3 separate regions of the Mus musculus genome follow, and all the other regions are linked to region 1. A link is a contact called in public HiChIP or PLAC-seq and Micro-C data. All regions are on one chromosome and are shown on one strand. Each heading gives the region's core, a stretch centred on a gene start, on an enhancer-like site or on the middle of the called end of the contact. The rest is flanking DNA. Distances are from core to core; before and after follow the strand shown. Region 1 holds the start of Ptpn3 (protein tyrosine phosphatase, non-receptor type 3). Region 2 overlaps Epb41l4b (erythrocyte membrane protein band 4.1 like 4b). Region 3 holds the start of Pakap (paralemmin A kinase anchor protein).

Region 1 (3,893 bases), core at 396-2,895:
GGGACTCAGTGGGCAGCTTCGCCAATCCCTCTGGGGGTTCTTCCTTCCGGACGCTGGGCTCCCATGGCTCCGAGCATGCCCAGTGCTCTCCCCGCCACTCCGAAAAGTGCTGCCCTGGCGCCCGAGCTCCAGGTTTTGCGTGCGATCCTAGGCGGGGCCAGGACAGTGCAACCCCTAGGACTCCGGGCTCTGTAGGAATTCCCCGGACGCGAGGTTCTGGCGGCGCCTGCAGCGGTGCACTACCTTGGGACAGAGACCGGGATCTAAGCCAGGAAGTCAGGCACGGCTGAGGGTCTCGTGGTGACATGGGAACAAAAGGTTCTCGGGATATCTAGCACCCAGGTCCGACCATAGAATCCTAACCATCTCTCCATCCTTTTGTTATCATATTCATTCAACAAAACGTTTTTAGTTCTTACTGGAAGCCAAGCGTCGTTTAGAGGCTGGGTCTCTTGAGAGGCGGAGTTACCGAGCTGACACAGAGGGGAGGTACTCCTTAAGGGGGAAATCTAAGTCGCGAGAGACAGCCGGCAACATACTCCAGCAGCCCCTCCGCTCGCCCTTCCGTTTCACGGGCACAAAGCTTGCGCTCGTTTTGTTTTGAGGTTTTTTTGTTTTTGTTTTTGTTTTGTTTTTGCACCGGCTTTATCGTCCCAAGAAAGCTTCCTTGTTTAGCTGCGTGACTGAATGGTATTTGTCACCTGATCTGGTTGTTCCACCAGCTCTCACCGGGCCACCCCCTATCTTTCTTGCCTGGCTCCTTTCCCCTGTTCTTAGAATTTATCACCTAATACCCTGCGTTGTTTACGGACCTGTTGTTTGTTGCGAGAAAGTCCCTTCTAAACTCCCAACAAGGGGCAGAGATTTTGTCTATATATTAAGTGTGAAGAACGTAAGTAACTGTTGAATGGATAAGTGATACATGCTTGGAGTGCGGTAATGGACTTGGAGAGGGAGCAAGAGGTCAGGGCTAATTTAGAAAGGTAGCCAGAAAGGTCTCTCCTACAAGAGGCACCTGAATGGTGAGAGGGCTCGAAACACCAGCAAAGCAGGGCAAAAGACGTCCTACCTCGAGGGAAAGGCAGTGTAAAGGTCTCCAGGCGGGTCAAGTTCAGAGGGTATGATGGGGAGGAAGGTGCAGTCGGAGCGCAGGAAGACAGGTGTGGGAGGAGGCGGAAGAGGCCGGCTGGAACGCCCGCCACTAGGGGCCCTATAGGCTTTGGGAAGGGCTAACCTGCCTGGTGTCCTAGGACCAGCAAAGGAGCCCTGCGACCCCCAACTCAGCCACGGAGCCGCTGGAGTCAGCGAGACCCCCAACTCAGCCACGAAGCCACCGCGCAAGGCTCGCTGTCATTTCAGATTCGTTGAGCGCCAAGCCCTTGCCATTCTTAGGCATGCAATCCGGGAAAGCCAGGCACACAGTAGGTGTTCAATAAATGCTAAAAGCACGAATGGCTGCGTGCGTGAGCCAGGGGACCTGGAGGTCTGCGGGAGTTTGGCAGGTGGTCTGCGGAGGCCAGTGGCAGCGTCCCACGAGTTTGCCCCGGGCCCGCCCCTGTCCCGGGTCCCCCGCCCCGCGCGCGGGCCCGTCGCGGCCACAGCCGGGCCGGCGGGAGCCGCCCGCGGGCTGCACTGGGCATGCTCAGACGGCGGCCAGGTCGCGGCGCGAGCGAGCTTCAGTGCCGCCCGCCCGCGCGACCTACCTGGGCGCCCCGCGCCCCCGGATGCTGCAGGTATGGGAGACTGGGTCCTCTGCGGGGAGGGTCGGAGCGCGGGCTGCTGCGATCGCGGACACGCGGGGCTTACCCAACCCCCACCCGGTCCGGGGCTCGGCGGACACGCGGGAGGACTAGCGGTTGAGCTGGTAGCCCCAGGTCTCCGCGCCACGTCGGGCATCCGGGGGGCGCAGGCCCGGATCACCTGGCGGGGCTGGGGCGGGGCGCGGGCGTGGGCGGCAAAAGGCTGGGCGTTCTGGACGCAGCGGCGCGGGCGTGGGCGTGCGCTCCAGTCTGGCCGAGCCCTGGGCTTGGCGCCGAGGTATCCGCAGCCCGGCAGAGGGGGCGCACCGCTGCGGGGATCCAGCTCTCCGCGGTCCCCGAAGCTCAGCCACCCGGGGCGAATTCCCCTTCAGATTGCAAAGATGGCATTTCCTGGGCCTGGCACGAACTCCAGTGCCAAACCAATCCGCCCCGTTCCGCGGGCGACCGGGGTGGCTTCTCTGGTAACTTGCGGTGTGACACTGCTGCGTTGTGCAGGGAGAGAGCGCGCCCGGAAACCCCCGCCCCCGGTTGCTGCCTCCTAAACTTATTACGAACTTGAGGGTTGCCTTTAAAAAATTCATGAGAAGTTAAGATAACTTGACACCTGGGTGTTCCGTGAAGGTACAGGGAACTTGTGGTTGGGAAACTCTAGACCTAGGTTCAAGTTGGGCTCTTCCCCTTGGCCAGCTGGTGACCTTGGACGAGTCGTTTAACCTCTCTGATCCTCCATTTCCTCCACTGCACGCAGGCAGCAATAATGCCCACCTCGCCTGGTTGGTGGTGGATTAAGTAGGATAAATGGTGTGGAGGTGTTTGGCTCCGTGCCCGGCATAAAGCAAGCGAGCAGTTGGCGTGATGTGATTTTAATTCAGTTAGAGACCCTCATGGCTCCCATTTTGTCAGGAAGGTAGAATTAGGCAGTCATTTTCTGGGTCTGTGTTTGTGCCCAGGAGAACGTCTGCTGAGGCTTTGAAAAAAGCAACTCCACAGAGCGGTGGTGAGCTGCTCTTGTTTAATGGCAGTCTTTGTGAGTTCCGAAACTCCAGAAGTTGACACTCGGGCCTCACAGAAAGAACTATTTTTGCAAGATGATCCATCTTGCAAATGTCGAAGCGGATGAATTGGAAATCCTGGTTGGGAAAAAGATGCATATTCTGCAAAGCTCTCATGCTTAACCTTATGTTTTTGGATTGGGGAGCGGGGGTCTCTTAGCTTCTCACAGCGGGTTTGATCGTTCTTTGTGGTGGCTGCTCCTTGTGCATTACAGAGTGCCCAAAAGCCTCTGCTCAGTAGGTTCCAGTAGCAGCCTGCTTCCGACCGTGCCTACCAGGAATGCCTCTATATAGTGTCTGGGTTGAAGTGCCTCACCACCTCCACCCCTCCCCCACCCCACCCCCCGTGTCGTCCCTCTTTCCCCTTTTAGTAGAATTAACTGAGTGAGATAGCCTCCGCCTTCTGTGTAACCTAGGCTAAATGAGGATTTCATCTGGACTTTTGTTTTCTTTTTTTTCAATGATAATATCGAACCTTTGCAGTCACCTTGCAGAGCTGTGCTAGGTATGTGGACTATCTCATTTCAGTTTTACAGGTCTCCCTCTGAGACTGGTGTCACGATCCCATTTTATAGAGGAAGACATTGAGGCTCTGAGCAGGCAACTGTACCGTCCTGGGTATGACTGGGATGGAGGAAACCATGCTTCTGGTTCTGGGGGCAGAGCTTTTTCTTCTGGATAAGACTGCCATGTGTGTCTTACACAGATGTCTTTCCCGATGATTAAATCAAGATCTAGATTGTATTGGAAAACGGAAGCCTTCCTGAGATTGACTAGTTGAAAATTAACAATGGTAAGCTATTTTCTGACTGAGAGTAGGCCATTCTAGTTAAATATTCTAGTATATGAGCGCTCCCATAAATCCCAGCACACAGTTAATGGAATACCAGTCTGCCGAGAATTAGAATAGAATAAAACATGCCTATTACTCTATATTGATCTGTGTTGTCCCTGGTGATTTGTCTCATCCACAGACTAGTGTATGCAAATTAGACCTGAGTGGCAGACTGGAGGTTACTGAGGGCATTTAGAAGAGCTGAGGCATGTCTATGAGCAGATGTTTCTGTTTGCAGATGCAGGG
Region 2 (3,893 bases), core at 879-3,378, 270 kb after region 1:
CTATGTGACCCCTGTGAAAGCGTCATTTAACCACCAAAGGGTTGCAACCCCTGGCTCAGGTTTGAGTCCTGATCTGTGTCTTAATGATGTCATTTTTTTATTTTGGTTAGGTTTGGTTTTTTTTCAAGACAGGGTTTTTCTGTGTAGACCTGGCTGTCCTGGAACTCACTTTGTAGACCAGGCTGGCCTCAAACTCAGAAATCCGCCTGCCTCTGCCTCCCGAGTGCTGGGATTAAAGGCATGCACCACCATACCTGGCTAGTGATGTCATCTTAAATTCATGTATTAACTCCGCGGACTTCAGCTGTTTTGTACGGGATGGGGATCAGCTGGGTCTGGCAGTATACACAGGAGTCCCAGGCACTTGGGAAGCTGATACAGAAAAGTCTCTACGATCCAGAGCTAGAGACCAGCTTCAGACAACAAGGGGCTGAAGAGACAGCTCAGAGGTTAAAAACCTTTTCTTTGCAAGCTTGAAGATTGGAATTTGGACCCCAGCATGCATATACAAGCCAGGTGTGATCCCATCCACACCTGTCATCTCAGCTTGTTGGGGAGGCAGAAGGGTTGCTGGGGTTGGCTAGATACCGGCCTGGTTGAAAAGCCACTAGCTCCAGGTTCAACAAGAGACCCTCAAAGGTAGATAGTAATGAAGGAGGACACATGACTCCTTTCTCTAGCCCTGCATACCTGAACACACACATACACCATACACCCGTACACATTACACACTCACAAATTAAAGAAACCCAACAAAACAAAACAAATTAAAAACAACCTCCCTAGGTAACTGTTAAGATTAAAGAATAGCACGGAGATCCTGACGAGCGTCTCACATCACCTCAGGACATACTGGTAGGAACAATCACAGGTTAAAGCTAGGGAATTGTTGGGGACACTGACTGCTCTGGGTGATGGCAGTTGGCACTTTTTACAGGACAGCCAGGTTGACGCCTTGCCTCAAATTGAGTGATTGCAGGGCTGGCAGGGTAGCTCAAAGGATGAAGGCAGTGGGTGCCAACTCCGGTGACCTGAGTTCCATCCCTAGCAACTACATGGTGGAAGGGGAGAGCCAGCTCCCCCAAGTTAACCTTCGGCCTCCATGTGCGTACTGAGCAAGTGCACACGCAAGCACACACATATATACATAAGTATAGTAAGTAAGTGAACCTCAGCTGTCTCAGGTCTCAGTCGCATCTGATTGTCTTACCTGCTCTCCCACTGTCATTTCTGTATATGCTGTTTGTCCTATCACCAAGCAAATAAAACTGTACATGTTTTATAGCCTATAAAGTTGATGTTATGCATATCAGGAAGGTCTGCTGTGTTCCCAGAGGCCTTGCGCTCACAGAGCAAGATCCAGGTTTCTGCTATAGAAGAGGTACTATGTGTCAAAAATAATTCATTTGAGAAAGTGTGGAAAAGGAGGGGATATAGACCCAAAGAAAAGAAAAATATACTGGCTCAGACAGATAAAAAGGAAGGCCCTGAAAATAGTGGAAGAGGAGAGAGGAAGGCGTGAGATCAGTAAAGCCGGGAATGCTGGCCCTGCAGTGCTCACCCATCACTGTAGGAAGGATGCACCCACTCACCCACCCTCCAAAGCAGCATATTAGCCACGTATAGATTTTGAGAAGTCCTCAAGGAAACCTGCTCTATTTTCCTTCTTTCTAATGGCACGGGCTACTTTGTAAATGGCTCCCACTCTCCTCCCCCGAACTAATGTTCTCCGGAGCTACCCTAGGAATCCCTGGGTTGGTGTAGCTTGAGAGTTTGTGGTGAAGAGCTGCTGTATGCAGCCCAGCATCCTGCCAGGGGCTAAACACCAGTTCCCTATGGGGTCAGCACAGAGCACAGGTGTATGGAAAGGAAGCCAGAGGTACTGTCTTGTTTCTGGCTGTAGAAAAGACCCTGACAGGAGCTGTCTCTGGATTCGTGTGTGGACTGCTGTGTCCTCCCCCCACCCCACTCCCGACCCCCCTGTCTCCATGACATTACTGAGCGTCCATTCAAAGCAGAGGCTGAACACAAGGGCTCTGGGTGGGGCATCTTCCCCACTGACTGCCCGTGTACATGCTATTCGGCTGGCTGTGTGGGTGTCCTTTCCTCCCTTTTCATTCTCAGGGACTCACCAGAGGAAGGAAGACAAGACTCGTATTAAAATCAGATGACATCATCCCTTCCGGGATTGCTCCTCTGATATACAGGACTCCAAGTTCCTTTTAAAGCTGTAACTGTAAATGCTACGCAAACCTGTAGCCCATTCTCGTTCTTGATACACAGAGTGCCGGAAGGGACTGAACTGTGGGGTTGCTTTTCCCACACGTTTCCTTTCTCACTAAGGCAGGAGCTGACACATAGCAAGTGCTCAATAAAAGTATGAATGCAAGCGTTGATTGAATGTTCAGTTTCCGCGCCTTAAGCCTCAGTAGCAGAAATGACTCAAGGAAACTTTTTTGTCGTTGTTATTTGCTGTGAAAACAGGATAACTTTGTGATTGACTAGACAACCTAATGAATTAACCTCTGTGGTCCTTCCTATTGCTACAATCCTTTGGATGCAGAAGACCTGAGAGCATTTTTACATGCCAAGCTGTTTACATGTGATTCACTTGTTTTCGTTAACAGATTGGAAAAGAGGAGCCCTCATTTGTAAATATCAATAAGAAATCGAATCTCCAGGATACCAATGTCAGGTCTGTTGGTTCTTGTTTGAGTGGGGAAATGACACTGCATTATGTCGGAAGTGTTGCCCCACCCCCACCCCCACCGCCCTGCCCGGGGTGAGGGAAGGAGGGACAACCCGGGTGACAGAAGTAGAGAGGGAAAACAAAGGGGAGAGAATAGGGGCTCAAAGAAACCAGTTTAAAGACTTCCTGTTGCTTATTCCTAGCTTAACATTACTGCCCGCTGAGCTAGCAAAGAACCCAGCCTCCTTGAGTGGTTTCTGGACCATGTAGAGCTGACCTCAGTTCCCAGAGTGGCGTCATCATCATCGTTGACAATACAGGAAAGAGAACCCTTCCCCGTCTGGCTTCTGTTCGATGCTCTTCCTTGGGTTCTCATTTCTGAACTTTGTCAGGACTGGAATCACATGGATTCACATTGACCCTCTTAGCCACTATCTCCACACCCCATGCCTCAGGGGAATCCCGCCTCAGCCCAAATAACTGACAACATGTCACCAAGGCAGTCTTATTGGCATTTTGGTGGTCTGCCATCCTCTGCTCCTCAGAGTACTTTCCTCAAATGTACAACAGCGTCTCTTATTGACAATCCCAGGTCCTGGCTGCAGAGGTTAACTCAGTAGTAGAGAGCCTAGCATGCTCAAGGCCCTGGGTTCGATCCCCAACCACGCCAACCAGACGAATTGAAGTAGACTCTGGAGTCCCACCTTAGTCCTTGAGATCCTGTGTGTGTGGTTGGGGGTGGGGGGATGAGAATGGAAGGAGGACAGAAAAAGCATCTTAGTGAATGCCTGGGTATCCTAGGGAATGGTTATACTCAATGCTCAAAGCGAAAGCTAGCATTTCTCTATGTTGTCTTAATGGCAGTCTGTATGGGTCCCTCCTGGGCTTTACAGGGACTTATCAGGCTGAGGTCCAGGTCAGTTGGAGAGTACTTTTCTAACATATACAAGGGCCCAGGTTCTGTCCCCAGCACTGGGAAAAGCAAAACTAAAAGACCCTTTCCACTCTGCCCACCATCATTCCTTCATCTGTCTCCATTTTGGAGAACAGCACTATTATCTATTTCCTCCCCAAGCTTGAAACTCAAGAGTCCTTGTTCCCACCCACCCGCCTCATCCCCTCACCTAATTGGTCATCAAAACACATCAATTTGAGTTATATTATCTCATAGAAATCTGTTCAGGACCTTAATCCCTGCTCTTCC
Region 3 (3,893 bases), core at 686-3,185, 270 kb before region 1:
ATGGCACCATTCGGAGCAAATTCAAGACAGACAGCCACACTGCCCTGACACTGACTTTAGAATCCGCGAGCAACTCCATTAACCATCAAAATGTGCACACACTGCGTGGAAAGGGAAGAGAGGAACAAACAGCTTCCTTGAGTCCAAGGATCAAGTTCAAAGACAGCGTCAGAAGCCAAGTTGTATACGCACAGCTCTCTCCCTAAGGCATAATCAGAAGAGTTTGAGAAAGGGGGTCTCTGAGCTACTGAGTCCACATCAAATGTCACTAAAATGAGAAAGGCCTGCATGCACTTTGCCAATGAAGACTCCACCATCCAAAGGCATTTGAAAACGTTTTCATACATCAGTCGCTTCCAAAACATTACACAGTATTTCTCCAACAAATTTATGTGTTTCCAGGGAACTCTTGGAGCACAGGGGAAAAAGTACTTAGGTGAAAGAATGTCTGCAGATTCTTTTGTGCCAACATCCTAGCAGACCTCCTTTAATTTGCCATTATTTCATAGAGCGCCAGTAACCATTCCCTCATCCGCAGAGGAAATATATAATCCAGCTGTGGTGGCTCCAGTGAAAACCACATCTGTGGAACACTGGCAGAACCAGCAAGGCCTCTCCGACTGAGGCAGTGTCAGACAGCGCTTGTCCCAACCCAAGATGCACATGGTACAGTACTCTGTAAGTGCAGAACTTTGCCAAAGCCGGATGCTCTTTTGTATGCCGAGCCAATGGTTTTCAGATAATCCACACCCATAAGAAAGAGACTCTCCTGAAATATTACTTCCAATCCCCAGCTGTAAGACGCCTCTTCCCTTTCTAGGGTGGTGGCCTGTGCCAGAGCCCTTGTTAATGTCAAACAGAGGAAGAAAACGGGCACTCCTGGATTCTGGGGGACGTTCTACCACTCAGGTGGCTGCTGGCTGGATAGCTGGCTAGGAAGAGGAAGATAGCCACCATGGGCCACCACTCTCTCCCTTCTCTGGAGTTGGAAGGCAACATGCTTAAGGGTACTGGGTAATAATATTCCAGGAGTTCCCGCAACACACACACACACACACACACACACACACACACACCACCGTTTAGTCTATCCCTAAAGCGCGCGGCAGCAAGCATCTTATTCCTAAGCCAATTTTCCATGTTCAAATCTTCCTAGTCCCAAGTGTGCCCCCAGGGGTTTAGTCTACAGACATATAAAAGGCAAAAGGCAGCGTCGCTAAGCCTGGACAGACTTTCACCCCAGCACAGGGCCGGAGGCTACCAGGCTGGCATGTCCCTGGCCCTGAGCCTACAGGTCCCCGTCCACCCCAGACAATAGAGCAAGAAAATGAAATGAAAAGTGGACTTACTGCTATGGCTTGCAGCCTCTCCTTGTGCAATTCCGCCTCTGCCATCCTGGAGAAGGGCACACGGGCAGGGGAAAAAGGAAGAAAAACAAAACACACGCTGTAGTCACCCAAGGAGATAAAAGGGCACCCGTGGGGAGCTCAACTCGACCCCGGGGACAGCCTAAGGGCGCGTGGGGTCTGCTCCTGGGGGGGGGGGCGGGCAAAGCTGCGCGCACGGCTGGCTCAGAGCTCAGCCTCCGTCTCCACCGGCGCGGCCGCCTGGCTGCGCCCCAGCGCCGCCGCGAACTGCAAGATCCCAGTCTCAACCGCCACCGCCACCACCGGCCGCGCCAGCCGGGAACGTGGGCCGCCGGGAGCCTCCGGGAGAGCGCGCTCCGCAGCACTAGGTCCCCGCCCTGACGTCTCCGCGCCTCGCTCCGCCCCTGGGGTGTGGGGGACCCGTGGCTGCCGCCGTCGCTCGCGAGTGGGGCACCTGGGGCGCTTGTGATTAGTGAGCTGGGGGTTGGGGGGCGCACAGCTGGTGCGCCTTGGTGGCCGCGCGCGCTACGCTCTGGGTCTAGACAAGACCAGGCGGCGCCTCTGCTCTGAGCAAAGATGCCAGCAGAAGGGGCCTTTGGCAGAACGCAAGCCCCAGCACGTGTCCTTACAGGCCGGCTACGGCCACCCACTATCCCCAGCTCCTTCTAACTGGCTCCAGATGCTTGGGCTCCACCTGGGGACATTTCCAACAGATAAATGCTGTCTTGTCCACGTGCTTTAGATAGTAGTACCCTCAAGGGCAGGGGCGTATCACCAGATAGGTCACCCTTCTGGTGACACACCAACAGAAACAGCTCAGAGTTTGAAGCCCTGGGTGTCTTCCTGGACAACTAAATCACTCTGAGCCCCAGTTTTCTTATCTGAAAAAAAGAGAAGGATTGCAAATGACCTGGCAGAGACATCCTTAAAAATGATTGTGGCTAGGAGCATGGGGAGATAACTCAGTGGGTAAAGCAATTAAGGATAAGGATTGAAGTTTATATTCCCAGCACCCACGTAAAAGCCAAGTGGTGATGGGAGCCCCTGTAATATGAGGGAAGCCCACAAGCTTCAGGTCAGGCACTAAACTAAGCTCCTCTGATGACCGGGAAGTGATGACAGCACAGGCCCCAAGAAAAAAACATGCTAACAAGAAATAGTCCTTTCCCATATAGCTATGTATTAAAAAGGCAGCAAACGGAGAGATGGGTGATGGAGGCTAGGAATCCAGCTCAGTTGTCGAGTGCTCGCCTAGCCTATATTGAGTCAGTCAGATTCTTGGGAGTCAGAGTGGGGGCAGGAATGATGGCGGCAAAGGGGGTGAATGAACTTAAAGTCACCAAACTGTATACTGTAAAACGGCTAAAACAGCGCATTGCATACTATGTATATTTCACACCATTTCGTTTTCACAAAGAGAGATGGAAGTGGAGGTAAGGAAGGAAAGGAGCCTAAGAGACTCTTCAAGGGCCACCATTTGTAAAGATCTGAACGTAAAAGCAGAAGAATTGGGGTTGGGACACAGTGCTCTCAGTGCAATCACCTTGCTAGTCACGGCTAAAGAGCTGAAAGTAGCCAAAATGAGAGCGCAAACCAGGGAGAAAGTCAGCCAAGGACACAGATGAAGTAGAAGATCCGAAGAGCAGAAGGAAAAACTGGAGGACTTACTCCAAAAGCCACAGCAAGAGGACAGGAAATTGTATCGGGGTCATGTGCTTCTGTGTGGTTCAGGACAAAGTAGGCGGAGGAGAAGCTGTAGGCTTCAGGACTGAGGAGCAGAGAGCAGTCACTCCAGAGCAGGAACTGTTTAGGGGGGCATAAGAAACTATACAAAGTGGAAAGTATGCTGGGGCATCAACAACCTTTCCCGGATCTTAGGAAGTGTAGAAGGAACAGGAAGGTGGTCAACAGAGAGAAGGATCTTTAGATTAGAAAGGGTGTAGAGTGCCTGGCTATCAAGGGAATATTAGACTTGAGAGACGCTAGAGCAAAGGAAAATGCACGTTAGGCAGGGTGTTCTCAGGATGGACCAGAGGGCATTCTTGTTAGCATCCCTCGCCAGTTCCATCTTGGAATGGAAGCAGAAGGCAGCAGAGAACGAGGGAGGAATGGGGAGGGACAGGAAGAAGAAATTGTGAGTTGGAATTCTACAGAACAGCTGGGGAGCTTTGCCCGAGTTGGCCTGGCAACTAAGTGATTGACATTGATGGAACTGGAGAAATGATTTAGAAAGGAACTCTGGGCAATGGGGGACCCTAAAATATGGATTCTGGGTTTGGGTGGCTCAGTAGTTAAGAGAAGTGGTAGCTCTTCAAGGGTGGGGGAGCATATCCAATTCCAAGCACCCACGTGGCAGCTCACACCTCTCTGAGACTCCAGTCCCAGGGAATCTGACGCCCTCTTCTGGCCTCTGTGAGCACTGCACACATATGGTGTCCAGACATATATGAAGACAAATATAATTTTTTTAAAAAATGGACCCTAAGCAACCATCTGCATGAGGATTTCATGACCACATGCACAGAA

Evidence for each region. Hi-C and Micro-C count contacts between places; a contact is called where the count stands out from the background. HiChIP or PLAC-seq counts read pairs in DNA pulled down with a chosen protein or histone mark.
Region 2: an H3K4me3 HiChIP or PLAC-seq map of bone marrow-derived macrophages shows a contact between it and region 1, with 4 times the contacts expected there. The contact joins the enhancer-like site here to the promoter of Ptpn3 in region 1. A contact is called at or near these places in 1 of 39 promoter capture datasets (cranial neural crest), 12 of 484 Hi-C or Micro-C datasets (the Ba/F3 cell line, brown adipocytes, cerebral cortex and 2 more), 15 of 115 datasets of contacts at active chromatin or transcription factors (the NIH/3T3 cell line, bone marrow-derived dendritic cells, bone marrow-derived macrophages and 6 more) and 4 of 9 other capture datasets (adipose tissue, embryonic stem cells, liver and 1 more).
Region 3: a contact with region 1 is called in a Micro-C map of muscle stem cells, with 2.6 times the contacts expected there. The contact joins the promoter of Pakap here to the promoter of Ptpn3 in region 1. A contact is called at or near these places in 2 of 39 promoter capture datasets (cranial neural crest and maxillary cranial neural crest) and 1 of 484 Hi-C or Micro-C datasets (muscle stem cells).

The regions. Positions count from the first base shown.
Region 1 is chr4:57,298,121-57,302,013 of GRCm38.p6, reverse strand. Ptpn3 (protein tyrosine phosphatase, non-receptor type 3) reads left to right here and starts at 1,645. Exons shown (of 26, transcript NM_001384115.1): 1 at 1,645-1,733. Gm12536 (a long non-coding RNA gene) reads right to left here and starts at 2,275. Exons shown (of 3, transcript XR_003955208.1): 1 at 1,704-2,275; 2 at 1-243.
Region 2 is chr4:57,026,411-57,030,303 of GRCm38.p6, reverse strand. It overlaps Epb41l4b (erythrocyte membrane protein band 4.1 like 4b), which reads left to right. Exons shown (of 25, transcript NM_001355492.1): 19 at 2,628-2,695. Among named protein-coding and RNA genes, the nearest start is that of Gm34738, 22 kb to the left of the region's middle. Within about 2 kb of position 2,128, at least 38 of the 459 cell types and tissues checked have an H3K27ac peak or open chromatin away from gene starts, as enhancers often do. A contact at or near this core is called in bone marrow-derived macrophages, where this site is marked.
Region 3 is chr4:57,565,872-57,569,764 of GRCm38.p6, reverse strand. It overlaps Pakap (paralemmin A kinase anchor protein), which reads right to left and starts at 1,935. Exons shown (of 11, transcript NM_001384150.1): 1 at 1,822-1,935; 2 at 1,350-1,395. The coding sequence starts at 1,394.